Regions from separate parts of the Mus musculus genome. Here all the other regions are linked to region 2. Evidence: chromatin contacts called from public HiChIP or PLAC-seq and promoter capture Hi-C data. All regions are on one chromosome and are shown on one strand. Each heading gives the region's core, a stretch centred on a gene start, on an enhancer-like site or on the middle of the called end of the contact. The rest is flanking DNA. Distances are from core to core; before and after follow the strand shown.

Region 1 (3,473 bases), core at 267-2,766, 700 kb after region 2:
TTCCAGGCCATCCAAGGCCCCCTGTCTCAGGGGAAAAAAACAACAACAAAAAAACCCCAAAACAAAACAGAAACCTAAAGGACTAGGGGAAGCAGGTCAAAAATGAAACTACTGACCCATTTAAGAACAGCAAGAATTTTATTATAGGAATGGTGAAGTTCCTTGAACATCTTCAAGCTGCATTAAAGGAACCCTTATCTGGTCCCTGAGATAAACAATCTAGGACCCAGCAGACTATCAATAAATAAATAAACAAATAAATTAATTAATTTAAAAAAATGGAATGGCTCAAAAAAAAAAAAAAAAAACTAAAGAAATCCTTCAGCATCAAGAAAGACCGGTCAAGCCGGGTGTAGTGGCGCACACCTTTAATCCCAGCACTCGAAGGCAGAGGCAGGTGGATTTCTGAGTTCGAGGCCAGCCTGGTCTACAAAGTGAGTTCCAGGACAGCAAGGGCTATAGAGAAACCCTGTCTCGAAAAACAAAACAAAAAAAAGAAAGACCGGTCAAGCAGGACGTGGTGGCGCACGCCTTTAATCCCAGCACTTGGGAGGCAGAGGCAGAGGCAGGCGGATTTCTGAGTTCGAGTTCGAGGACAGCCTGGTCTACAAAGTGAGTTCCAGGACATAGGACAGCCAGGGCTACAGAGAAACCCTGTCTCGGAGCCCACCCCCCCCCCCCCCCAAAGAAAGAAAGAAAGAAAGAAAGAAAGAAAGAAGGAAAGACCGGTGAGCCCTGCGGTGCTGGTGTATTCCTTGAATTCCAGCACTCGGGAGACAGAGGCAGTTCGAAGCCAGCAGTTCTCCAGGACAGCCAGGGCTATTACAGAGAAACCCTGTCTCGGAAAACGGAAAAGAAAAAAGAGAAAAGAGAAAAAGATCGTGTCAGATTTGTCTGTGTCCCGTCTAGTACAAGTCCAGGCACAGAGCAGTTTATATGAATAGTTGACATACTCTTCCAGTATCACCCCCAAAGGGTCCGTCCTTCCTCACTCAGACAGAAGAAACCACCCGTAAGCCGAGACGCGGGCTGCGCGCTGTCGCTCACCTGTAAGTCCAAAACACTCTTCTTTCCAGTACTTTGATTCATAGATTCGCGTCCGGATGATCTTCTCCACCAGATACTGAGGGTTGGTGCCATGGATGCTGTGGGCATCCTTCACTGTACGGTTCGCCATTTTAGAACTCTTTCAATTCTATTTCCGTCGGCTTGCTTAATACGTCACATTCAGTATTTATTTAAAAGAAGGGAAAAAAAAAAAAGGACTACCGGAGGCTAGGGAAACATTAAGGAATCCCTTGCGACCGCGGAAAGCCACCAGCTTCGTACCGGAAGCTGTGGCGTAGAACTCTTTCGCCGGAATACGCACACCCCGCACCAGAGAGGGCCCAAGCAAATTGGCGGAAGTACGTCATGAACCCCCGGGAGGGCGTGGCGAGTGTCCGAAACGCCAATCAGAATCACACTGTGGGCGGGGTTTCGGTTAGTGGCGCGAAAAGTTTTCTCCTGTGCCTTCAGTTCTTAGTCAGCTGAGAGCTGGGACTACGTGTTGTAGCCGTGGTCTCCCGGAGGAGCCAGACCTGGACGAGCGAGCGTCCCCCAGCTACTCCAGTGCCTGGACTGCAAAGCGTCGGCGAGGTGAGTGCGGGTCGTTGTCCACGGACTGCATACACGTGCACCTAGGGCCGTCGGTGCCGGCACCGCTCGCAAGCCTGTAAACCTTCTCGCCTCCCCGGAGCTCCAGGAACACTTCCTGCACTGAAGGAGACCTCGGAGAAGCGGGTGGCGCCGGCCCTCGGTGGGGAGCCTAAGGCTTTGGCTCTCCGCGTGCACTGCTTCTGAAAAGCACTCGCAACCTTTCCTCTGGAACCGCGGAGCTGGTGTTGCTCTCCGCTTTACTGGTGATTCCGCCCAGAGACAGACTTTCTCTAAGTCACTTTCTGGGACTTTGGCGTCTCCTCTCCACATGGCTTGCCCTTAAGTGAGCTTTCATCTCCAATCACTGGAGAAAACATCTAATGGCTCGTATTCTACTTTCTTGGGTCTAGCCTTCTCTTAACAATTGGAGAAATTGGGAGTTCTAAGCTTTGAGCTGTGAGATTCCTGTCACGAGGTCTTTTTAGTTTTCCATAGAAGTCGAATAATCGTAATTATTTTCTACTGTAATGGTTTTTAGACATTTTTCTGTGTAGAGCCGGCTGTCCTGTAGCTTGCTCAGAACCAGGCTGGTCTCGAATTTAGAGACTGCCTCTGCCTCAGGCCCTAGAATTAATGGCATGCACCACCACACCCTGTTTTTTCAGAATTAGATTGGGGAAGGTGCGGGAGGGGGGTTCAAAACAGAGTTTCTCTCTGTAGCCCCGTTTGTCCTGGAACACTTATAGACACACATCTCAGCCCCCTCTCCTGAGAGGCTCCTCCAGACTGTTGTTGCTAATCCTTCCTATAGACAAGTTGTTCCTCTGGCTTCAGGATGAAGTTCTGGGGACAAGTCAAACTTCTTGGAATCCATTGTTTCAATAGTTGGCTACAGTAGGATGGGCATTGGTTTATCATACCGTATTTTCTCTTAGTCTGATTATCTTAGAACAGTGCTTAGCACACAGGCCTCAAATAATATTGGTTGAATAAAAAGAGATACTATTTTTCCATTTTGTGGATTAGGAAATGGGTCCGGTGGACCTGCCACTCTGATTGGGAAGCTGTATATATTACTGTATATAATAAGCTGCCAGAAGTAAATACTATTTTCACAGGTGATACGATGATACATAAGGTAAGGTAGCTTATTGGTATCTGACTGTTCAGACTTAACTTGTACAAAGATAACATCTCCCTTTCATTAGCAAATATTTATTATTGAGCATCTTCTATGAATTTACATTGTTCTGGGGTTACTTTAAAGATTTAAATGAGGTACATGTGTCAAGAGTTTGGGCTTAACTTTTATTAAGGTTCCTTTTATGTTTTTGCATTGGGTATGGTTCCTGTACTGGGTTCAGACTTGTGGTGTCCTTCCATGGATATCGCTAGAAGTCAAACTCTTCTCTTTGCCAAACCAATCCTCCTGGCTCCCCAGTCCATTCACCATTTTTGCTGATAATCAAAATCATTTTGCTGATGGAGGGGGGGGGTTGGGGGTGTGTGGAAGAGTAGTTGATTGAGCTGTGTATTAGCATTTCAACATGCTTTTATATGAGTGTCATTCCTCAGTGGAAAGTTGATGAATAATTAGGATTTCTGGAAAGAAGTCCTAAGGACAGCAGGTAGCAGGCCTTTTGTACTGTAGGCATCTAACTTGTCATCTTTTCATTTTGTGAGGAATCCTACATTTTGTGTGCATGTGTTTGCCAACTTTCTGTTGCTATGACACAGTACTTGAAAAAAAAAACAAGGAAGATAGATTTACTTTGGCTTACAATTTCAGATATTTCTGTCTAGGGTCATGTTAGGACAAGATAAGGGCACCCCAA
Region 2 (3,381 bases), core at 11-2,510:
ACTTGACCTTAAAATTCCCGCACCAGAAATTTGACCTTTCACAGAGGTCAACTTTGGCTCTTGAAAATGAACCTCTTGGGTAGTGGTCTCCACATTTGACCCACCTCGTTTTTGTTTCAGTTTGTGTGTGTGTATCTTACTTGGTAGTCCTGACTGGCCTGGAACTCACTATGCAAAGAGCAGTCTAGGCTTAAACTCACAGAGGTCTACTCCACTCTGCCTCTGAAGTGCTGGGATCAAAGGCATTGGCCACCATGCCCAGTTCTCACCTGGGTATTTTTTTAGAGGCTTCAGTGAAACTGGATTCTGTCAGCATGTGGCTAGGGCTGAGAATCGCTGCTAAATAAGATGACCAGTAGGAGCCGGGCGGTGGTGGCGCACACCTTTAATCCCAGCACTTGGCAGAGGCAGGTGGATTTCTGAGTTTGAGGCCAGCCTGGTCTACAGAGTCAGTTCCAGGACAGCCGGGGCTACACAGAGAAACCCTGTCTCGAAAAACAAAACAAAACAAGACAAAAAAGCCTAGTAGGGATCCAACATTCATTTAACCGACCCACAACACCTATCTAGACATGTTAGCTTGAAAGGGAAGAATGAAAGGCAACTCGTTCATGAGTGGTGACCCTCGTGAGGATGAGGTAGGAGGGTTTGTGGTTTCAGGTCAGTCTGGATCAGGTAGCAGTACTCTGCCTACACGTAAAATAAAGAAATAGCAGAAAGGGATGTTAGCTAAATGCAGGCAAGTTTCAGGCAACATTGTGGAATGGGAAAGGAGTCATTCTTAAAAGACAGCTAAGTAAAGCCAACTTTATTTTTCGGGACAGGGTCTTAGTATGCAGCCACTGGTCTCAAACTCTCATTACGCTCTTTAGACATTTACTACTAATCTCCCGCCTCAGAGCCACCTCCTGATCTACACACTGGGGAGTGGAAGAAGGCGGGGGATGGGGGTGGCAGCGTACTCATAGATGAGCAAATCATTTTGCCTCCTTTTACTGTGGAAACCCATCTAGGTTCAGAGTGTGAATAACCTCGTTCGACTCACTTGTCTCTTTAAATTGAGGTTGCGCCTGACAGGACTCTAGCGCTCAGTGTTGGGCTGAAACCCAGATGCAGTTCTCGGATCCCAAGATCTTCCAGAACTCTCGATATACAACCAAGGGGGCGTGGCGATCTTGACCCAGCGTCTAGGGGAGGGGGCGTGGTAATCTCGTTCCCGCCTCCGGAGAGTGAGAAACTCTTAGTGTCGCGGTGGCAGACGTCATTTCCGCGCGCCACCATTACGCCAGTATAAGACGTAGACCGCAGGCCGTGGTAGTGTCATCCGTTCCTAAAGTTCCGTCCTCCTTGTCCCTTGCGAGGCATGGAGAGTGACTTTTACCTGCGTTACTACGTGGGCCACAAAGGCAAGTTCGGTCATGAGTTCCTGGAGTTTGAATTCCGACCTGACGGTAAGAGCGGCCTCCCGGCTGCGGGCAGTGGGACCGGCCCCGGGGAGGGCGGAGAGAAGGCGGGCTGCGGAATGTGGCGAAGCGAAGCAAGGGACGCCGACCACCGTGCTGTTGGGTCGTGAAAGAGGCATTCTTTTGTCGGCTTCATTGGTTCTTTCTCTTCATCCGCTGGCGATTCTCCTTCGTAGCTTTTTAAAAAGCCAGGTTGCTTACATTCAACAAAGATTTAATGTCCATCTGAGAATGGGCTGTTTGTTTTCCAGTCTGGGGACAGAGCAACAAAAATAAATTTTCCCCTCTCGTGGAACATGTGTTTCAGAGCCGGAAGAAACCACAGCGATCTCTTGTAGTGTGGAGTGATCAAAAAGTAAGGTCGCTTTTAAAGAGCAGTCTGAGGAGTGTGAATTTGAATTAAGCCGTAATTGAAAAGGGATCAATTTTTGAAGTACAGGAAGAAAAGCATCTACAGGAGTAGCAAGTGTCATAGGACCTCAAAGAGCCAGACATATCCAGGTGGTCACTGGGGTGACTGAGAGACAGTAGTAGGGGGTGATGTTAGTCAAGAGCCTCGCTATACAGGTGTTTGTAGTGCTTGCTTGCATACAGCTTCCTTAGTTTTCAAAGTCCTTTCCCAACCCAGTTGAACATCAGCATGTTCTTCTCTGTGCAGCTAAGATAGCATTAAAATTCCTGTTTACAGCTGAGAACGTGTTCTTTTGCTACATCATGGCAGCCTTTTCCCGGGACTCTAGTTTACTGTCAGGTCCTTCTTCTGTTGTTCAGTAGTTTCAAGTGAAGTACCAAAAACACTACTATCACAGCTGGGAAATGGGTTGAAACATTCGATATAATTTAGGCAAAGCTCATATTCTTTGGAGGGTAATGGTGCTTTGTTCATGTTTTCTAATACGTTGCATTCTTTTTTTTTTTTCTTTTTTCTTCCGAAGGTAAATTGCGATACGCCAACAACAGCAATTACAAAAATGACGTCATGATCAGGAAAGAGGTACAGACCTTTCCTTCACTACGACTTAGCCTTTGGTTTCCCATTGCTTATGTTCTCTCTGGTAATGAAAGATGAAGTGTAGGAAGCGAGCACTTATTTCTAAGCAGCTAGATTATTTCTCTGATTCACTCCCCCCCCCCCCCCAGTGCTGAATCAAAAGCTAGTAAGTGTTTGAAATCTGTGTGTCTTGGTTTGTACCCTCGGTGTGCCCCATACTGACCATGTGACCTCAAAACAAGTTCTCTGGCTGAACTTGGTCTCTGTGTTTTCATCTGTAAAACAAAGGATAAGAAAACCTACCTGTGACTCCCAAATGTTATCATAGAATTAAATATATTAGTCCCTAGTACATAGACTATGAAGACAGCATTGACTTTGCTTCTGAAGAGGAAACGGATCAGGGGAAAGTCTCAACCTCGAATTACGCTCTTTAGAGCTAAACCATAGACATTTACTACTACTCTCCCACCTCAGAGCCCCCTCCTGATCCACACACTGGGGAGTGGAAGAAGGCGGGGGATGGGGGTGGCAGCGTACTCATAGATGAGCAAATCATTTTGCCTCCTTTTACTGTGGAAACCCATCTAGGTTCAGAGTGTGAATAACCTCGTTCAAACAATATGTTGTTTAATCCTGATTATAAAAAGCCCATGTGACAAAGTATTCTGCCATACTTTCAATCAGGAAAATCATGGCCTAGATATTAAATCTGAGGATAGTTACTCTTGCTTGTAAGAGATAATGATAGGCATTTGGGCATATCTGAATCTCAGTAAAGGTCATGTGTTCCATTCTGCTGGGATTTCTACTATATCATTAAGGATATGACAGTATGTCTTCATACAATTTAGCAGTTAATTTTATGCCGAATCAGCATCATATCTTTTTCTCTTTGTTTGGTTTGGGTTGTTTGTTTGCATGACC
Region 3 (3,287 bases), core at 470-2,969, 810 kb before region 2:
AAAGTATTTAGAGCTGCCATTTACTGAATGTCACCTCCTGTGCCATGAACTTACCTACAAGTTAGATGGGATTCTGACATGAAGGGGGAAACTTGGACAGACTGAGTTTGCTTCAAGTTGCCTATCTTTAAGGTAATACAGGTAAGAGGAGAACCTGAGACTGTCTACCATAAAGTCCACAGTCTCTCTATAACCCCAGTCTGCTTCTCAGGGCCATATCTCACAAGGGTTTATTGGGATTTTATAAGACCTCTCTGTACATTGAGAAAGTGTAGGATAGAAAATACATTTTCAGACTGGTTCAATGAATGCAATCTTAACTTCTGATCTTTTTTCCTAAAGCACGGTTTCTCTGTGTAGCCCTGGCTATCCTGGAACTCACTCAGTAGACCAGGCTGACTTGAACTCACAGAGATCTTCCTGCTTCTGCCTCCTGAGGGCTGGGATTAAAGGCATGCACCACCATCTCCAGGTGCAATCCTAACTTCTGAAACACATCCATCCACTAGGCATTCGTTGTCAGGGTAATGCAAAGGGGTCGTGTCTGTGAGATCCTTCACAGCACCTCCTGAGTTCACAGAAAATGGTTAATGGCCAAAAATATCAGCTTGCAGGCATAGAAGTGGGCCTTTTAGGAGGCTGGCCTATGGCTATCGATTTTTCCAAACTTATGACTGATTCTCTTAATTTGGCTCCAAACCTTGTTGGGTCTCTGTATTTCCTAGTTATCCTTTGGAATCTCTGCTCCCACAGACTTCAGTTGTTTTTGGTTTTAGGATCTTCCCTATCCTCATCCTGATCCTGAGAGGGTTCAACTCTGGAAAACAGTTCCTGACACTCCTCTTAAGAAACAGAATGACTTTGAGACATTGATGTATCTCCCCCGCCTCCCCACAGGGTTTCTCTGTGTAGCCCTGACTGTCTTCGAACTCATTCACTCTGTAGATTAGGCTGGCCTCCAACTCAGGAAAAGGCTCAAGACATTCTGACCTGTTATTAAGTGGGTAGACTTTTGGGTGCAAATCCTTTCTTTGAAAACATATCCCAGGCCTATTTTAACAAAAGACACCCCCAGAAAAGGAGCGTTGTAGACCTGCTTTATTATCACCTCTCCACGCATGGAGACAAATCCCCTCCTCTCTGCACACATTCTCCATTGCTCCCTTTCACAAACACCTTGATCTGACAACTCTTGGAAGCCGGGTGTTACTCTATTCTACTTCCAGAGGAAGAAACTTCCCCAGGCTCGGGGTCACTGCTGAGCCTGGGACAGCGTCTCCTCCCGTTTGTCCTGAGACCTCACCCTCCAGGAGTCGGCAACGCTGGTGGAAGATGTAGCAGGGTTCTTCCTTGTACAGAGTCTGTTCGTGGATCGGGGCGGCACGGTGGAAGCGTGGGTCATTCCAGCCGCGCTCCCACGGCGGGAAGATCGGCCTCGCCAGCCACGGGACGAAGTGCTTCTTGCCCTCGTAGGTAATGGGCTCCAGACCGGGGATCTCGTACACCCTGTCCAGGGGGCGAGGCTCGGGCTTCCGCGTGGAGCGCACGCCCCACTCATACGCCCCACGTTTCGGAGTCCCGTAACCTCCGAGGCCGAGCCTTCCAGAGCCAGCGAGTGCCCGCAGAGCGGGCCCGGACGCCAAGGCCATACCGACTCCGTTTCTACAAAACCTCTACCTGGACGCCGCCATCTTTGCCCGTGCAGGGACTGCTGGGAGCCAAAGGGGCGGAGCGCAATGACGGGTTTTTGCGAATGACAGACACTTCACCCAATCACAATTAGAATATGCTTGCTTTGTCCCCGCCCCTCAGGCAGTTCCCATCCTTATTGGTGGAACCTGGAAGGTGCTCTTTGCTTGGGGTTTCTGAAGTGCCACACGTGAAGAAACTTGCTGGTAGGTAGGTGAGCGCGGTGGTGGAGCTCGCGGCCGGCGCGGAGGAGCGTAGGGACCTCAGATCTGTACTTTGCACGCCTTTGACCCTTAGGCATTTAGAACGTGAGAGGGCCCGGTCTCCTCGCTGTAAAATTAGGAGTTAAAATGCCTTAGCGGGTCCGACGCCTCATGAGTTCTGGAACTGCCATCCTTTCCGCCCTTCTCAGCGTTGCCCACACTTTCCTGGCTGCGGCTTCCCAGAGCCTGCGAGTGGCCCGGGTACCTCTTTCTATGCCAGCTTGGCGGCCGACTGCTGGCACTGCGGCTCGCCCGGCGCCGAACGCGAGTTACTTTTGCTCTGCTGCTGCTAAGTTTTCCGATTCCCGGAGGCGGGTCCAGTGCACTGGCTTCTGGCAGGCTCGCTGCGGGGGTCAGAGTGAGGACTGTGCTAAGTAAGCATCGGGTGGGCATAGGTTGAGGGACCACCGAGTGAGTACATGAGTGCACGACGTGAACGGTGGCAACACACACATGCTTCCTGTCCCTTAGGTCTTTTCTCTTGTTTGACCACTGTCAGAGTTGCATTGTTTAGTGACCGGCCCGTGAACTCTCCCTGGCTTCTAGAGCAGTTGCGTGACACACACTTTAGGTTAACAAATGAATACATAGTAGAACAAATAAGGTGCTTGGTAATGACAAGGGGAACACTTGAGAAGGTCTCTGAGAGGAGATGACCTTTCAGCCAAGGCCTGAAGAGTAGGGATAAGCATCCAGGGCGAGGCTGCAACAGGGATTGTGCCTCCCAGATGGGAAGGAACTTCATCTTTAAAATTGTGCATGAAGTGGCCACCTTGTCTACCAGTTTCCAAAACGACTGAGACAATAGGACTATTTAACCCCCATGAATGCAAAAGAGGCAGAGGACAATATGACTAACACTCAGACTACCCAGCAGTTTACAGTTAAAGCATTTTCATTTGTCTTAGTACATCTCCTTCCCAAATGCTAAGAGTAATTGCCATAAAGAGAGGCACCATTCACTCAGTTATCTGATGCACAGTACAGATGGAGTGACTGGATGAGTATAACACCGTGCTAGGTCTTAACAAGGACAGGGACCGTGTCCTGTGCCTTCTGCCTTACAACACCAAATCCTGTACCCAGCTCCCGGACTATAGAGGGAACGAACACTCACCAGGCCATGGGAGCTTCCTGTATGCCAGGTGTTTGGCAGAATACAGAAAGAGTGAGACACCAACTTCATTCTCACTGGTGGCCCAGCCTCAGAAACACACCAAAGTCAAAGAGCTCCTGCACAGTAGGAGAGGCCTTCTGAATCCAAATTCCCCGCCTCTGCTTAGATTTACACACACACAAAACCCCAATAGTTATAAGCAGTAAGCATGCCCCCAA
Region 4 (3,500 bases), core at 880-3,379, 580 kb after region 2:
GTCTGCTGAATCATAAACATGTGTTTGGCACAAAACAGGTAATCCTTGAAGGTCTAGGGTCTATCTCTTCTGATGGAGGCTCGCCCACATAGAATTTATCACATTCTCTAGTGTATTTGCCTAACTCTTTGTTAATATGCTCTATTTTTTTTTTTTTTTGAGACAGGGTTTCTCTGTATAGTCATATGCTCTATTGACTACAGGTTAATAAAACTACCTTCCTTGCTCAACAGTGAGATTTCTGAACAGCAGTCTGTGTAGTTTGTCTAGGCACTGAACTATGATTTGCTTATACTAAGTAATCAGGAGTTCAGTTGAATTTGGTCCAATGACATTAATATCAGTGAGGAGCGTGTTGGTAATCCTTTTAAGTGTGTCTATCAGCTTTACGTTTTCATTATTCTCTTTCCAGCACTGAGGATCAGACTCGGAGCCCTTTACATGCTAGGCAAGTACTGTTACATTGAGCTGCTATCTGCCCAAATCCTGGTTTTTTGAGACAAGGTCTTACTTGGTAGCCCTGGCTGCTTTGTAACTCCTTTTCATATTGGCCAAAAATTCAAAAGATCCACCTACTCCCGCCTTCCTATCCCCTGCTGGGATTAATGGTGTACTCCACCACTCCACCATACAAGTCGTTTATTTATTTAAACATTTTATTAATTCTTTGTGAATTTCACATCATATGCCCCCACCCCACTCTTCTCCCCATTCCTTCATATCTGTCCTCTGCTCTTCCAATCTCCCCCAAACACCACAAAGAAAGAAAGAAGGAAAAGAAACAAAAAAGCCAAAACAAAAAAATGAACATGTTATTGTGGAAGCTATAAGTCTATTTTTTATTTTTAAAGAGATCAAGGCAAAGACAGGCGGCTTTCTGAGTTCGAGGCCAGCCTGGGCTACAGAGTCTGGCTTTGACCTGGTGATCATCCTGCCCCAGCTTCCAGAATGCTGATATTACAGCTGTAATCTACCACACCTAACATTCGGTTTTCACTTTCATTTCCTCTTCTGTTCTTTACCTTATCTCTCTGAAGTTTGGACACATTTAAAAATGTTTCAGATGAGGCAACTCTGGATTTTTTATTAGTTTGATAATCGCCCCAAGCTGGAAGGGTTGACTGGCTACCCTCTATCCACAGCTCCTGGGTCTGCTGGAGTCAGAGACAGGGGGAAGGGGATTGTCAGAGCATATTTTCTCCTCTGCAAATGGAAGCCATAGTATCTATTGTCACAAGATCATTATGAAGATTAGGTGGTTAAGTGTATGAAGCCTCCTCAGCTCGATGCCTAGAAGTAAGTTGGCAATGCTTGGTCCCTTCTCACTAAGCTTGTTCAGCTTTGGGGATTCTGACGGACATATCATGTGAGAGGTGTTTAGTTCTGGGATGTAGCAGGAAGTCGATGAACTCTGCAGAGACAATTGCCTCTCTGTAGCCTCTTAGCAGCTCTGGTCTGTGAGTCACAAGAAAATTTGTCATTACCTTGTAAATATTTAAGATTCAGCTGCTTCCCTTTATAAAACCCCACGTTTAGTGCCATACACTTTTTCTGCCTAGTAAATATCCACCTCAAGGACTGCAGTTGTGTGATTTGACCAGCTCTGAGTGAAGTAGGAGACTGGTCAAATAATAATCTCGAGGCTTGAGGGCGGGGGGGGGGGGTGTCATTAAAATAAACTAACAAAGCCTTCTAGTCTTCCATGAGTGTAAATTTAAATGAGAGGAAGCTAACACATTTAAAAAAAAAAAAGGAGGAAGGAGGGAAGCCGTTCTTGGTAGTTGTTTCTATGCCCACCTGAAACTAAAGAAATGGTTTTCGAACTATTTCTCAAGATTTCTCTGCTTTGTTAGTCCTGAGGTGATGCAAAACTGGACTGGATGCAAGGGTGAAGGGGTGGGGGGCTCCCTCCTGCTAGCTGCTCGACAGTGCTCAGAAGTCAGGAATGGTCGCGGAGGATTCAAGAAATGCGTGGGCTGTCGGACAGTGACAAGCCCGAGCCTGCACATCTACGGCCTCTCCCTGGGGCACAGCTAGGCAACCTGCCCCCTTTCCCGCCCGGGGGCCTCAGGCAAGGCGCCCGCAGCCAGGGAGCCTGACGTGAGAAGCGCGACGGTGCACGCGACCCTAAGCTCGCCGGCGTCCTCGCGCCGCTTCCCGGCGTCGGCGTGCTGGACCGCAGGACCCTCTCTCTCTCTTTCTCTCTCCCTGCAGGCCCGCTCCAGCCAGCGAGCCGCGGGTAGCTCCGACCCTTTCCCTCCCTCCCTCCCTTCCTCTCTCCCTCGGGGGCCCGCCCGCCCCCAGCTCGGGCGCCGATCGGAGCCCGCGCGCGCTCGCCCGCTCTCCCTCCTCAGCGCGGGTGTGTGCGCGCCGTCCTCCCACCTCCATCCCCTCCTCATTGTTTCCGGGCGACCGCCACGAGCCCCGGAACGAAGCCCCTCCCCCCACGCCCCCCGGTCTACCCCCTCCTCCGCCGAGGTTTGACGGGTGCTTGGGGGGGATCCCCAGAATTAAAGAAGAGGGAGCCCCTGAACCCAGCTCTGGGAGGCTCTGCTCCCCGCCTCCGAGGCTATCTCCTCCCATCCCAATCGGGATCCCAGGCTGGGGAGAGCCTCCGACTCCCCTCCCCCCTCGGCCGGGCGCCACTCTCCCTCAGCCCCCTCCCCTCAGCGGGTCCTCCTCTTTCTCTCGCTCCCTCCTCCTCCCCCTCCCCGTCCCTTCCCCCCCACAATGCAGTTCGCGGCGCGGCGGACATGGCGGTGGAGTCCTGAGCTCGTCGTGTCCTGGCCTCCATCGGCGGCGGCGACGGCGGCGGCGGCGACGGCGACGGGGGCGGCAGCGGCGGCGGGAGGCGGAGGGGGAGCCGGAGCCTCTGAGATGAGGAGGCGTCGCGCGCGCCTGTAGCTCGCGGGCTTCTCAGGTACGGGGCTGCGGGCCGCCGCGCTGCGCGGGCTGCCGAGGGGGTGTGCTCGGCCGCTGAGCCCGGGGGCCCCCAGCTTGTCCCCTTCAGGTGCGGCGCCTCGCAGGTGTCCGCGCCGCCGGAGCGCGTCTCCGCCGCCCCCTCGGGGCCTGGCACTTCCTCCTGGGCTGGAACTGGCTTCTGGTGTCCCAGGGGAAAGCCGAGGGAAGGAGGGAAGTCGAGAAGGCGGCCTGGGCGGCCTGAGGAGGGCTTTGGGGGGCCGACCTTAGGGAAAGCTGGGGCGCCCGTCCGGCCACCGAAACCTGTTGTAGACGGGGTAGGAGTATCTGAGTTAACGGGATTGGTCTAGCCTTCGCTTAGATCCAGTGCGTGTTTGTCTGTATTGTGTGCCTTTCTTTCACCCTGTGTATGTGTATGTATATATACACTTGTAAACACACACACACACAGCGTGTCCTCCCCGCCATCCCCCGGGCTTGTCCTTGTCGGGAGGGAGCAGAGGTAGGTTTGTGTGGATTTCGTTTCCTGCTCACCCGCCGTCTCTGTCCCCCGCCCCCCAGTCGAGAGGTGCTGGTACTGC
Region 5 (3,385 bases), core at 773-3,272, 950 kb after region 2:
TTACATTTGAAAGAAGAAAAAAAGAAGACTCAAAAGATCGTGTAAATTACTAACCATTCTGTACTGAAGCTGAACTTAAAGAACTGACCTGTATATATCGCAGCTGTAAGGCTGAATCCATTTCACAAATAAAAATTAGAACCTATGGCTTCTCACTTTGTTCAACATTGTATCACAATGGTCAAGCAGGTAAAAGCTTTTGCATGGGAGTTGTGTGTAGAATCCAAACAGTCTTTTAGGTGTGTGCCAATCTTAGCTGTGCAGCAGACTGAAATGTGCTGATAGAAACCTCAACCTTGCATTCAAACATCCACAAAAGAGCTACAGCCATGAACTTATAGTGAAATAACACAGCACTTAAGGAATTTCTTGCAAAAAGGAGGTCAGGAGAGAATATTAAAACTAAGCACAGGACTAGCCCTTTGTGACTATTTGCATTTTAGGTAACATTCCTAAAGAAAAGAGTTGGCAGTTGGAAAGATAAGACAAAAAGTCCAGACTTATTTGAAGCAAAAGCAAAGCCCAAATTAACTCTTTCTTATGGTGTAAATGAAAGAATAATTCCATTTCAGGTGGTCAGTATAATTAAGAAATCTTATTCCTAAGGAGTATTTTATGGAAAAGACATAATTTTAGGGCATCTAGAAGCTTAAAGCAGCAGGGGAAGGAGAAATATGGCCTTTTGTCCAACAGCAAGTTGGGCTGTGTAGGATTCTAATAGAAAAAGACATTTAGACTCAGCCTGAGACCTAAAAGGTCACCTGGTTTAATCCCTACTTAATATCTTTAATGTACCTGTCATTCTTGTTTCAAGTGTGAGGTCATCTCAGATACCTGTTAGTGCAGCAGGGCATAAATTATAAACAAAATTGTTAGCTGCCTGGAAGGCCTGGAAAGTTCCTCTCTGTGTCCCAAAGGGAGAAATGACTTTCAAGGGCCACATGATCACTGAGTGAATATCCACGAATCCTTTCTGCACTTTTCTCAAGGACTTCCAAAAAGAGTATACAGAGATGAATCAATATTTATTGGATGCCCAAATTATAAGCATCCAAGTACTTTAATCATGTTTACAAAGATAAAAATAATTTGAATTTTCAGCCCTGACTTTTTATGTGAGGTTTTACCACTTAGGGCTTTGGAAAGGTATTTAGGTTCTTTGTACTTGTGTTTGTTTCTCCCGCATTAAAAAAAGTATACCATCGCATACTTTACTGAGTTGAAGGCTAAAGCATAGATTATCAAGTTCAGGTAAGACACTCAGTAGTTGGTAACTATTGTTACCATTCTTCCAGAGGGCCACTAATTAGGTATAATGAAAGAACGTGGGAACGGAAGTTGAAACCGCCATTCACCAGCTGTGTAACACTGTGCCTGGCGATCAATCATCAGGCAGTGTGAAGAGGTTATAAGGATAGGTAACTGTCTCAAAATTAAGAGAGACTTGTAAACAAGCACTTCTATTACAAAGTGAAGAGCGCTGCAACCTAGTTCGGCCCCAAGAGCTTGGTGGCCGGGTGCTAACCTCAGTTTGGGAGGAGCAAAAGAGATGACAACAGATCTGCTGCTCAAAGCGTCTGACACTGTTGTTGTGAATAATGAGTGATGGACGAGGAGGGTTCTACCCTCCTGGGTCTGGACCTGAGCGGCCAGAGCCCGGGCCCGGCTCCTCCACAGCGGGCGGTGGTGCTGGGGACCTTCCCTCAGGTGCCGACCCCCAGCTGCGCCGCCCGTAACCGACAGGCCCGGCCGGCCGCCTCCGCCCCCACTCGCCGCGCCACGGCGGAAGTGGCAGCCGGAGCGGACGGCGGGTGTCGAGAGGGGAGGGCGGGGGGAGACCGTGCGCAGCGGCCGGAGGCCGTGGGGTGGCGGGCCCGCCGGGGGTCTCACCTGCAGCGGGGAGGGTCCTCCAACACCAGCACGCGGCAAGAGCAAGATGGCTGCCTCAGCTGAGACAGAGAAAGACCGCGGCGGCAGCGGCGGCGGCGGCGGGAGAGGCCCACGTGACGCACGGCCCCGCCTCGACCGCGGGAGGGAGGCGGGGTGGGGGTGGGTACGGCAACTGCGCGCCTGCCTCCCGACTACAAAGCCCAGCATGCCTCGCGCACCTCACTATTCTGATTGGCGGCCGGGCTGCTTCCTGGAGGAGGCGGCGGTCCCCTTGGCGTCCCATTGTGTCTGCGCTTACCTTTTGTCTTGGATTTAACAGAAGGGTGGTGTGGGGTCTAGTTCGGGTTGTACACCTTGGATGTCCTTCACTAAGCATTGAGCTCTAATGGACTCTCATCAGGAGGGAAAGTCGGCAGTTGACTTGTTAGGTAGTAACTCGACCCAATACAAAAAGCAACAGACTTAACGGAAAGAAGCTTTACACTTTACGTGCTTGAGATGACTTATGTCCCAGTTCCCTCGGACTACCTCTTCAGTTGTGCAATAAAAGGCCCCAAGCATGGTTTTCTTGGACCTTATGTCAGTTGGTTGCATCATGCCTGAGTGGAAGTCCTGCGAATGCGAGTGGGGGTGGGGGGAAGGGTCCAGCGCTTCTCCAAAGTGCTTGCCTGCAAGACACAGACGCGTGCACAGCGAAACGGGCTTACCGAGTCTCTTTGGAATCCCAAACAGAAATCTAACAATGAAATGCTGTTGTCCAGTATTTTTAACTTGTGCGAGGGGGCGGGAAATTCCAAGCCCTCTGTTGTGATAGGCTGATCTCAAAGATAATAATTTGCATTTTGAATATTTAGTGTAGTGGTCCATTGGAGGGAGGGGCTAGGCTAGAGGTCAGACGTAATTAACAACGGTTTTCCTGAACCTTTCCCCAGCCCTCACCAATTCGGGCCACCTCATCCGGCTGTTTCTTTAAGCCTGGATATCAAGGACTTAGGGAAAGCAAACTCGAGATGTACTCCCACATCCTTCTACGTGATCTGCACCTTTAAACTTACTCCATTCCAAAGCGGACCCTCGAGGCACCGCCCACATCCGTCTAACATCACTTCCTTCAGTGTTTGGCTAGGAAAAAAAAAAAAAAAAAAAAATCTGGGAATCCGAGGGGTTGGGCTGAACGGCGATAAGGGGGCAGAGCGGAGCTTCTGCTGGAAATCCTGTTCCCTCAATCCGGTGGCTCTGTGCAACTACCACCGTGGAGATGTCGCTTCGTTTCGGGGCCACCTGTTTGCTGAGCTTCAGTTTCCTGCTCCTCATCACTTCTTCAGACGGACGCACTGGGCTTGGAAAGGGTCAGACCTCATTCTTACCGTAATCTTTACGGACCCCGGGCCTTCTTAACACTTTATTTTCTCACTGTATCTTAGGCCACTTTAGATTCCTTTTTATCTTCCCCAACTGCTTTTGTGGATTTCTCGGGGTCAGGAGTACCAGGTCC
Region 6 (3,129 bases), core at 12-2,511, 700 kb before region 2:
AAAGCCAGAATTGGATTAATTCAGGGTAGCAGAGGTACAGGAACTGATAAAAGTCTGTACAGGGTATGTAAGAAAGAAAAATGGTCCCTGAAGGGTGCTTAACAAAAAGTCATGATTCCCTACAATGGAACCTGTTGGCCCTATCTCTTTATGACAGTCCTGTGCACATTTTCTCTGACCCCACATTCCTTCTCACCTTCAACGACTCAATCGTGGCTTGCTTGTAAACCTTTTCTCCGAGTTTCTTCTTCGGGCTATTCTGGATCCTAGGCGTTCGAATGACGAATTTATCCATTGCTGGGGGCTCCGCCTACCTTCAGGTGCTTGAGGAGTATTCTATTCAAGAAACAGGGTGAAACTTTATTAAGGTTGAGATGTGTATTCCCAGAAGTGACACGACTGGATTTTCTAAACACGTCTGAATTATGAAGGCTTTTGGATGGTATTTACAGGAAATAAGACTTCTTCTCGAAAGAGGAAATCTCTTCTGAAACTATAATTAAGTTTACTTCCTGGGTTAAGTTCCTAAGATCCAGAGGGGCATGCTAGGGAGGGAGTTGGATTCCACTACCCGGGGTAATGGGGTGACTTCTGAAATCCTTTTCCAGTTCAGGTTGAGTTGTGATGAAGTTAGGGTTCCACTGGGCTCAGTGAACCCCTCTTTACACCCACTCCGCGGCAGCCCCAATCCTAAGAATTACTCTAAGGCCCACAACAACCATCTCCAGACCCCGGCGCAATACAGAAGCTGCTTCAGAAACCAGTGTTGTGTGTCAGAGAATCCCAACCCTTCCACGAGCAAGGCCTTGGCCCCAGCACTAGGAGGCCTGGAAAGGGCTTATCCAATCAGAGCTCGACGTGAGACCCACCGGGAAAATCAGCCTGCCTACGCTGTTTGGTCTCTTGACTCCTCGGGACCTCCACCCGGGCCGCGCGTTGTAACTATTTGTACACTTCTTCCGGGGCCCAGTTCCTCGCTGGTGACCCGCAGGAACTACACTTCCCAGAACGCACTGCGAGGCGTGCGGAAGCTGTGGTTGAGGGAAGCAACACCCCTCAGCTCGCTCCAAGCCGCCGAGAACTACTGGCCCCAGTCGGCCTGGCACGGAGAAAGGGGCAGGCGCGGCTCTGAGCCCAAGGCTGAGATGGTCGGCCGGGTCCCCAAGCCCGCCCACGAGAGGTTTTCCGTCCCAGAGACCGGCCAGGAGGCAGCCGATTGGGCGGACCGGGGCGGGGCCGAGGAGCTCTCGGAGGCGGAAGCGCGGGCCGGAGGGGCGGGGAAAGGGGCTGGCCCGGAAGAAGGAGAAAGCCTGAAAAGAAAACAGCAACAATTCGAGCTGCTGTGACAGAGGGGAACAAGATGGCGGCGCCAAAGGGGAAGCTTTGGGTCCAGGCCCAACTGGGGCTCCCGCCGCTGCTGCTGTTGACTATGGCGCTGGCCGGAGGCTCGGGGACTGCAGCGGCCGAAGCCTTTGACTCGGTCCTGGGAGACACAGCGTCCTGTCACCGGGCCTGTCAGCTGACCTACCCCTTGCACACCTACCCGAAGGTAGGCAGGGCCCATCCGTCCCGAGTTCCCCTCATCCCTCGGTGCCCCAGCTCGCGTCGTTCCACCTCGGGGTCAGCGCCGGGGCCCTAGTGGTGAAGCTGTGCTTCAGCCGCTGCCCACTCGGTGCAGCTGCAGTTTTCCTTGCTCCTGCGGAAATTGCCGGAAGTTTGTGCTGCAGGTCTCGGCGATAGGCTGGGGGTTGGGGGGGGGGACACAAATGTGCGGAATCGGCGAGCCCTTGGGAGCCCGCGGGACCGCCAGGGAGGCGATCGCTTGCTAGGGTAGATGGAGGATGAACGCGAGGTCCTGACCTAACTAGCAGCGCGGGGGTGGGGAGGATGGCGCGGACGCAGGCGTGCACAAAATAGTGCCTTCCAGTCTGGGTTGATGGCGCGCCTCTCTGGGACGAAGCGCGTTGTGTTCCCCGAGTCGGAGAAAGCTTGACAATTCCTTTGCGGTCTGAAGTGTGAAGTCAGCCTCAGTAGTTACCAGACACCGTGGAAGGGAGGACTTCCTGTCTGTGTTGAGTGTGTGTGAGACGCTGCCGCAAGGGACTGGATGCCTTTGTGAGGCGGCGGTTGGGGGGGGGGGGGTCTGTCTTCAAAAAACAATAAAGTAAAATAAACGTCACTCAGTGCAGAAGATAAGGAATCGTGGAGTGGATCAGGAAATTCTACTGTCCTACGGAAAACCTATACTGTGTAGCTAGAGGAGAGACCGATCCCTAACCCTGGTCCCTGCCCGCAGCCGCTGCCTAGCCTTTAATTCTGCCTTCTTAAGTTGTTTTCCAGTTTCTTATGAATTCTGTTTACTCAACATTCTAAATTGCTTGGTGGTTCTCCCCACTCATTTTCCATATATAATTAGGGTTTATGCCCCTCCCCACCTGGCTTTGTAAGGGCTTTCGCTGATGCGCGTGGTTTTTTTTTTTTTTTTTTTTGGCCTTGTCTTCTGTATGCTATTTGCTTAACCATTGTGGCTCTCCCTCTTTGCCTTCTAAAGGTACAAAGTGACTAGAATGGCAGTCCCAGTGACTTTAGAATGTTCCATATTGACAAGTGCTTTCCTGTCTTTGATATTAAAAAGTGTAAATTCTGTACCTTCAAGCATTTTGTCCCCCTTACCCATCTGAGGGTCATCAATTACAAGCAAAACATAAACGGCGCCACAAGATTGTACTGAGATTAGCCTTAAATTTTCTTTCTTTTGGTTTTTCGAGACAGGGTTTCTCTGTGTAGCCCTGGCTGTCCTGGAACTCACTCTGTAGACCAGGCTGGCCTCAAACTCAGAAATCCTCCTGCCTCTGCCTCCCAAGTGCAGGGATTAAAGGCTTGCAGCACCGGCTAGCCTTAAAATTTCTAAGTTAGAAATTAATAAATAGTTGGGAGAAATGAAGAGCTGGGATGGTCATGGACACCTGTAAATTACAGCCTGCTGGAGGCTGAGGTCAGGGGTCACGGGTGTAAGGCTTGCCTTGCTCACCTCAGGGAGTAAGAGGAATTCTTTAGATGTCAGTCAGTAAAGCTTGCATCATCAAAAGATTCTACCCGAACCAATTGGCCAAGAATTAGGCTGAGGTT
Region 7 (3,286 bases), core at 361-2,860, 760 kb after region 2:
AGGATACCCCACTGCTCTGTGCCACAGAGTCCCGTAACCGCTGCATAGTAATTGCGTACCGCTTAACCCAGCCCCCATTTGCACCATTTCTGGATGTGCCTTTCAAAGATGTAACTGTAGGGATGGGAGAACTCGAGGGTGATCGGAACATCCCGTGTGGGGAGGGACAGGATTCCGTGACTCCAGCTGGCCAGCGGCAGACTGTCCCGCTCAGCTGTTTTCCCTCTGCCTGTGCCTTTGTTCCTGACAGCTGCTGCACTAGCCTTTCTGCTTCCCAGAGGACTCGGGAACAGGAACGTTACTTTGGTACTATTGGTGGGAAGTAAGGGAAGGTTCTCTTTGGTTTGGTCCATGTACCTAAGGTGAAAGACTGTTAATTGGGGAGAAAAAAAGGAAAAAAGAAAAAGAAAAACTATCAGTTTTATGTAGCCATTTTTATTTTAAAACTAGATCTAATTCACTGTAGGGACTTTATACTCTGAACAGTGTGAATTACCTAGAAAAGTCTTCAAATGCCCTGCTCTCTGTCACTTTATCTATTTATGTACTTATTTATTTTGAGACAGGGTTTCTCTATGTAACAGCCCTGGCAGTCCTGAAACTCTTTGTAGACCAGGCTGGCCTCAAATTAAGAGATCCATCTATCTGTCTTCTGAGTGCTGGGACTAAAGGCGTGTGCAACCACACCCAGCTTCCCTGTCACTTTAAAAGCAGAAGCAGTGATCCACAGAGCCACTGCACCTGTGCATTCTTCTTCTGAGACGGCATGTCATGGAGCTGATCACCTGGCTAATCCCTGGCTGGCCACTCTGGCCAATCTTAGCTTTTGTAGTAAATGCAGGGAAATGAGGGGGCAGATCGTTGCAACAATTAATAGTCACAAATGCATTATTTTAGATTTTTAAAAAATCAGCATCCCAACTCTTTCCCATTTTAAAGCACTAAGTTCAGCAAAGTATCCCTCCAGATTTACTCTTTACTCTGTATATTTGGTTGTAGGAGGCAGGGTCTCACTCTATATAGCAGTCCACCTGCCTCAGCCTTCCTAGTGTTGGGATTACAGGCCTGAGCATGTGCCAGCCACCAGCCTGGCTTCCTCAAGGTGACTTGTGAAGGCTCTGCGTGAAGTAAACACTCAGCTGCTGGTCACTACACTGCTGCAGAAGCAGCTCAGGGCTGAGCTTCTCCCACTTCACGTAGGAGATCCCAGGGCTGGAGCTTGTCCAACTGTTAGTGCTTAACAAGGCAGAAACTGCACACAAGTGATGCCCCAGAACACACTGGCCAATCTTAGCCACCATGAGCTCGCAATCTCTCCTATGTAAGAGATTTAACAATGATATTCACATGATCAAGCAGTAATTTGCAATGAAAGGGTCTCTGCCTTCGTTAAGGGACCTAGAGCAGAGAGGGAGGACTTGAAGAGGTGTTGGTCCCCTGTATCTTCCTTACAGTCTGGCCTGACTCTTGATGATCCCCCATTGTGCTCCTCTGATGGAAATGTCTTAGTTTTCTTTGACTTCAAGGATCTCCCTTTACAACTTGGTCCCTTCCAGTCCACTGCATTGTTCTGCTTACTGAAAACAACCTCAGGCAGAGGGAGGCCAACAAAGCCACCCACTGGACATGGAGACAATCTTAAAAGGTCTTTGTTGTAGCCAAGGAATGCATGGCTAGGGGGAGGGGCCTGCATAAAGCCTCATTTTCTAAGACTTGATCAACCACAGTCACCAAACATTCACAGATAGAACCAGGCACAATGAAAATCCTTTTTTAAATATTGCACTGCATGTCCTTTCTTTCGTTCTTCCTTTTTTTTTTTTTTTTTTTTTTTGATTTTTTTTCGGTTTTTTGAGACAGGGTTTCTCTGTGTAGCCTTGGCTGTCCTGGAACTCACTCTGTAGACCAGGCTGGCCTCAAAATCAGAAATCCGCCTGCCTCTGCCTCCCAAGTGCTGGGATTAAAGGTGTGCGCCACCACTGCCCGGCTATTGCATGTCCTTTTGAATTACTGAACTAAACAATACATACTTTATTTTAAAGTCAGGAAATAGCTTTGTGGCTTTTCCCTTCTGTAGCACCACTTTAAGACCTGTGTGGCCCCTCTCCTAGTTATTTAGGCTTTTCCCCCACAGGTTTGTAGCATCCCCTTAAAAGATCTTTGCACTAAGTGAGGTCAGCTGTTGTGAGTATAAAACAAACCAGCTGGGCTGGGGCTGGCAGGCAGGAAGCCTGTACCTGGTGTAGTTCTAGTTCTGTCCCTCTCTGGCCTCTAAGATGGACGTCAGCAGTCTTCTTAGTCCTACGAATAAGACTTAAAAACCCCATGCCTGTTATTTAATACAAACAGTTAATCCCAGACTCAATGCTGAGCAGATTACTTACTAGAAATACATTAAACTTGGGGGCTGGAGAGATGACTCAGCAGTTAGAGCTCTTCCAGAGGTCCTGAGTTCAATTCCCAGCAACCACATGGTGGCTCACAACCATCTCTAATGGGATCCGATGCCCTCTATTGGTGTAGTTGAAGAGAGGAACAGTGTACTCACATAAATTAATTTTAAAAAAGAGAAATACATTAAATGCCTAATTATCTTTCAGATGGCCATAGAGAAATCTAATTGGAATTTGGGGTACCCTAGCAGGACCCAGTGTAGATGGAGAAGACAGAGACTGGAACTTAAACAATCTCAGCATTCTACTACCTTGAGTATGGGAGTAGCATATTGCTATAATCCCAGCACTTGGAAGGCCGAGGCAGGAGCGTTGGGAATTGAAGGTCTTCTTTGACTATTCTGAGTTCGAGGTCAGCCTGGGCTACATGAGAGCCCACCTCAAAACACCAGGAAATACATTATACAATATATGCTTACAAATGAATTTGGTAAGCATACAATAGTTTTTAAATACACCAGTGCAATTGTGCTCTTCAGTGTAGATGCTCTGTATTTATCTTTTAGGGTTAAATCTAGAAAACCTGGCCTAATTAGGAATGTGGCGTGTAAGCATTTCACCTTGTAAATTTCAGTGCACATTATATAAAACCAGAGCTCAAAAGAGAAGAAAGTGAGTATCTTTGGTGACTTAATTTCCCAGGATGATCTTACTATACATAAAGGATATCTATAAGCTAAGACTGGACCTGTCTGTATGGCTCCAGAGTTTGTTCCTTTATGGGAAGATTAAAAACCTTACATGTCCTAGAAGATCCATGTCCAAGGCAAGGTACAGTTGGCTGGGCAGGAGGACTGGGCAGCTGCTGCACAGGTGCCCACCGTCGGAGGTCT

The links. Promoter capture Hi-C pulls out the DNA fragments that hold promoters and counts their contacts. HiChIP or PLAC-seq counts read pairs in DNA pulled down with a chosen protein or histone mark. Capture Hi-C pulls out chosen DNA fragments and counts their contacts.
Region 1: a promoter capture Hi-C map of adipose tissue shows a contact between it and region 2. The contact joins the promoter of Orc1 here to the promoter of Magoh in region 2. A contact is called at or near these places in 20 of 39 promoter capture datasets (the 3T3-L1 cell line, 3T3-L1-derived adipocytes, the C10 cell line and 15 more), 13 of 484 Hi-C or Micro-C datasets (B cells, CD4 T cells, CD8 T cells and 7 more), 11 of 115 datasets of contacts at active chromatin or transcription factors (the NIH/3T3 cell line, T-cell acute lymphoblastic leukemia, astrocytes and 8 more) and 3 of 9 other capture datasets (adipose tissue, liver and pancreatic islet).
Region 3: a promoter capture Hi-C map of liver shows a contact between it and region 2, with 2.3 times the contacts expected there. The contact joins the promoter of Mrpl37 here to the promoter of Magoh in region 2.
Region 4: an H3K4me3 HiChIP or PLAC-seq map of neural tube shows a contact between it and region 2, with 4 times the contacts expected there. The contact joins the promoter of Tut4 here to the promoter of Magoh in region 2. A contact is called at or near these places in 2 of 39 promoter capture datasets (the C10 cell line and cranial neural crest), 4 of 484 Hi-C or Micro-C datasets (CD4 T cells, cortical neurons and regulatory T cells), 5 of 115 datasets of contacts at active chromatin or transcription factors (bone marrow-derived macrophages, forebrain, memory CD8 T cells and 2 more) and 2 of 9 other capture datasets (adipose tissue and liver).
Region 5: a promoter capture Hi-C map of liver shows a contact between it and region 2, with 2.8 times the contacts expected there. The contact joins the promoter of Btf3l4 here to the promoter of Magoh in region 2. A contact is called at or near these places in 1 of 39 promoter capture datasets (pre-B cells), 6 of 484 Hi-C or Micro-C datasets (CD4 T cells, CD8 T cells, DN3 thymocytes and 3 more), 2 of 115 datasets of contacts at active chromatin or transcription factors (bone marrow-derived macrophages and memory CD8 T cells) and 2 of 9 other capture datasets (adipose tissue and liver).
Region 6: a promoter capture Hi-C map of liver shows a contact between it and region 2, with 3 times the contacts expected there. The contact joins the promoter of Tmem59 here to the promoter of Magoh in region 2. A contact is called at or near these places in 4 of 39 promoter capture datasets (the 3T3-L1 cell line, hippocampal neurons, liver and 1 more), 2 of 484 Hi-C or Micro-C datasets (LSK cells and regulatory T cells) and 3 of 115 datasets of contacts at active chromatin or transcription factors (astrocytes, embryonic stem cells and memory CD8 T cells).
Region 7: a contact with region 2 is called in an H3K27ac HiChIP or PLAC-seq map of embryonic stem cells, with 2.7 times the contacts expected there. The contact joins the enhancer-like site here to the promoter of Magoh in region 2. A contact is called at or near these places in 7 of 39 promoter capture datasets (the 3T3-L1 cell line, the C10 cell line, cranial neural crest and 3 more), 5 of 484 Hi-C or Micro-C datasets (CD4 T cells, CD8 T cells, bone marrow-derived macrophages and 2 more), 9 of 115 datasets of contacts at active chromatin or transcription factors (the NIH/3T3 cell line, astrocytes, double positive thymocytes and 5 more) and 3 of 9 other capture datasets (adipose tissue, embryonic stem cells and liver).

What each region holds. Positions count from the first base shown.
Region 1 is chr4:108,577,938-108,581,410 of GRCm38.p6, forward strand. Orc1 (origin recognition complex, subunit 1) reads left to right here and starts at 1,517. Exons shown (of 17, transcript NM_011015.2): 1 at 1,517-1,638. Prpf38a (PRP38 pre-mRNA processing factor 38 (yeast) domain containing A) reads right to left here and starts at 1,399. Exons shown (of 10, transcript NM_172697.3): 1 at 1,048-1,399. The coding sequence starts at 1,177.
Region 2 is chr4:107,878,495-107,881,875 of GRCm38.p6, forward strand. Magoh (mago homolog, exon junction complex core component) reads left to right here and starts at 1,261. Exons shown (of 5, transcript NM_001282737.1): 1 at 1,261-1,451; 2 at 2,399-2,457. The coding sequence starts at 1,364.
Region 3 is chr4:107,065,147-107,068,433 of GRCm38.p6, forward strand. Mrpl37 (mitochondrial ribosomal protein L37) reads right to left here and starts at 1,720. Exons shown (of 7, transcript NM_025500.2): 1 at 1,304-1,720. The coding sequence starts at 1,649. Cyb5rl (cytochrome b5 reductase-like) reads left to right here and starts at 1,848. Exons shown (of 7, transcript NM_001346552.2): 1 at 1,848-1,899.
Region 4 is chr4:108,457,281-108,460,780 of GRCm38.p6, forward strand. It overlaps Tut4 (terminal uridylyl transferase 4), which reads left to right and starts at 2,130. Exons shown (of 31, transcript NM_175472.4): 1 at 2,130-2,359; 2 at 2,737-2,920.
Region 5 is chr4:108,831,618-108,835,002 of GRCm38.p6, forward strand. It overlaps Btf3l4 (basic transcription factor 3-like 4), which reads right to left and starts at 2,023. Exons shown (of 6, transcript NM_027453.3): 1 at 1,891-2,023. It overlaps Txndc12 (thioredoxin domain containing 12 (endoplasmic reticulum)), which reads left to right and starts at 3,061. Exons shown (of 7, transcript NM_025334.3): 1 at 3,061-3,239. The coding sequence starts at 3,149.
Region 6 is chr4:107,177,369-107,180,497 of GRCm38.p6, forward strand. Tmem59 (transmembrane protein 59) reads left to right here and starts at 1,262. Exons shown (of 8, transcript NM_029565.3): 1 at 1,262-1,549. The coding sequence starts at 1,361. Tceanc2 (transcription elongation factor A (SII) N-terminal and central domain containing 2) reads right to left here and starts at 998. Exons shown (of 5, transcript NM_025617.2): 1 at 870-998; 2 at 197-336. The coding sequence starts at 295.
Region 7 is chr4:108,633,706-108,636,991 of GRCm38.p6, forward strand. Cc2d1b (coiled-coil and C2 domain containing 1B) reads left to right here. Exons shown (of 25, transcript NM_177045.3): 25 at 1-417. Among named protein-coding and RNA genes, the nearest start is that of Cc2d1b, 15 kb to the left of the region's middle. Within about 2 kb of position 1,611, at least 24 of the 459 cell types and tissues checked have an H3K27ac peak or open chromatin away from gene starts, as enhancers often do. A contact at or near this core is called in embryonic stem cells, where this site is marked.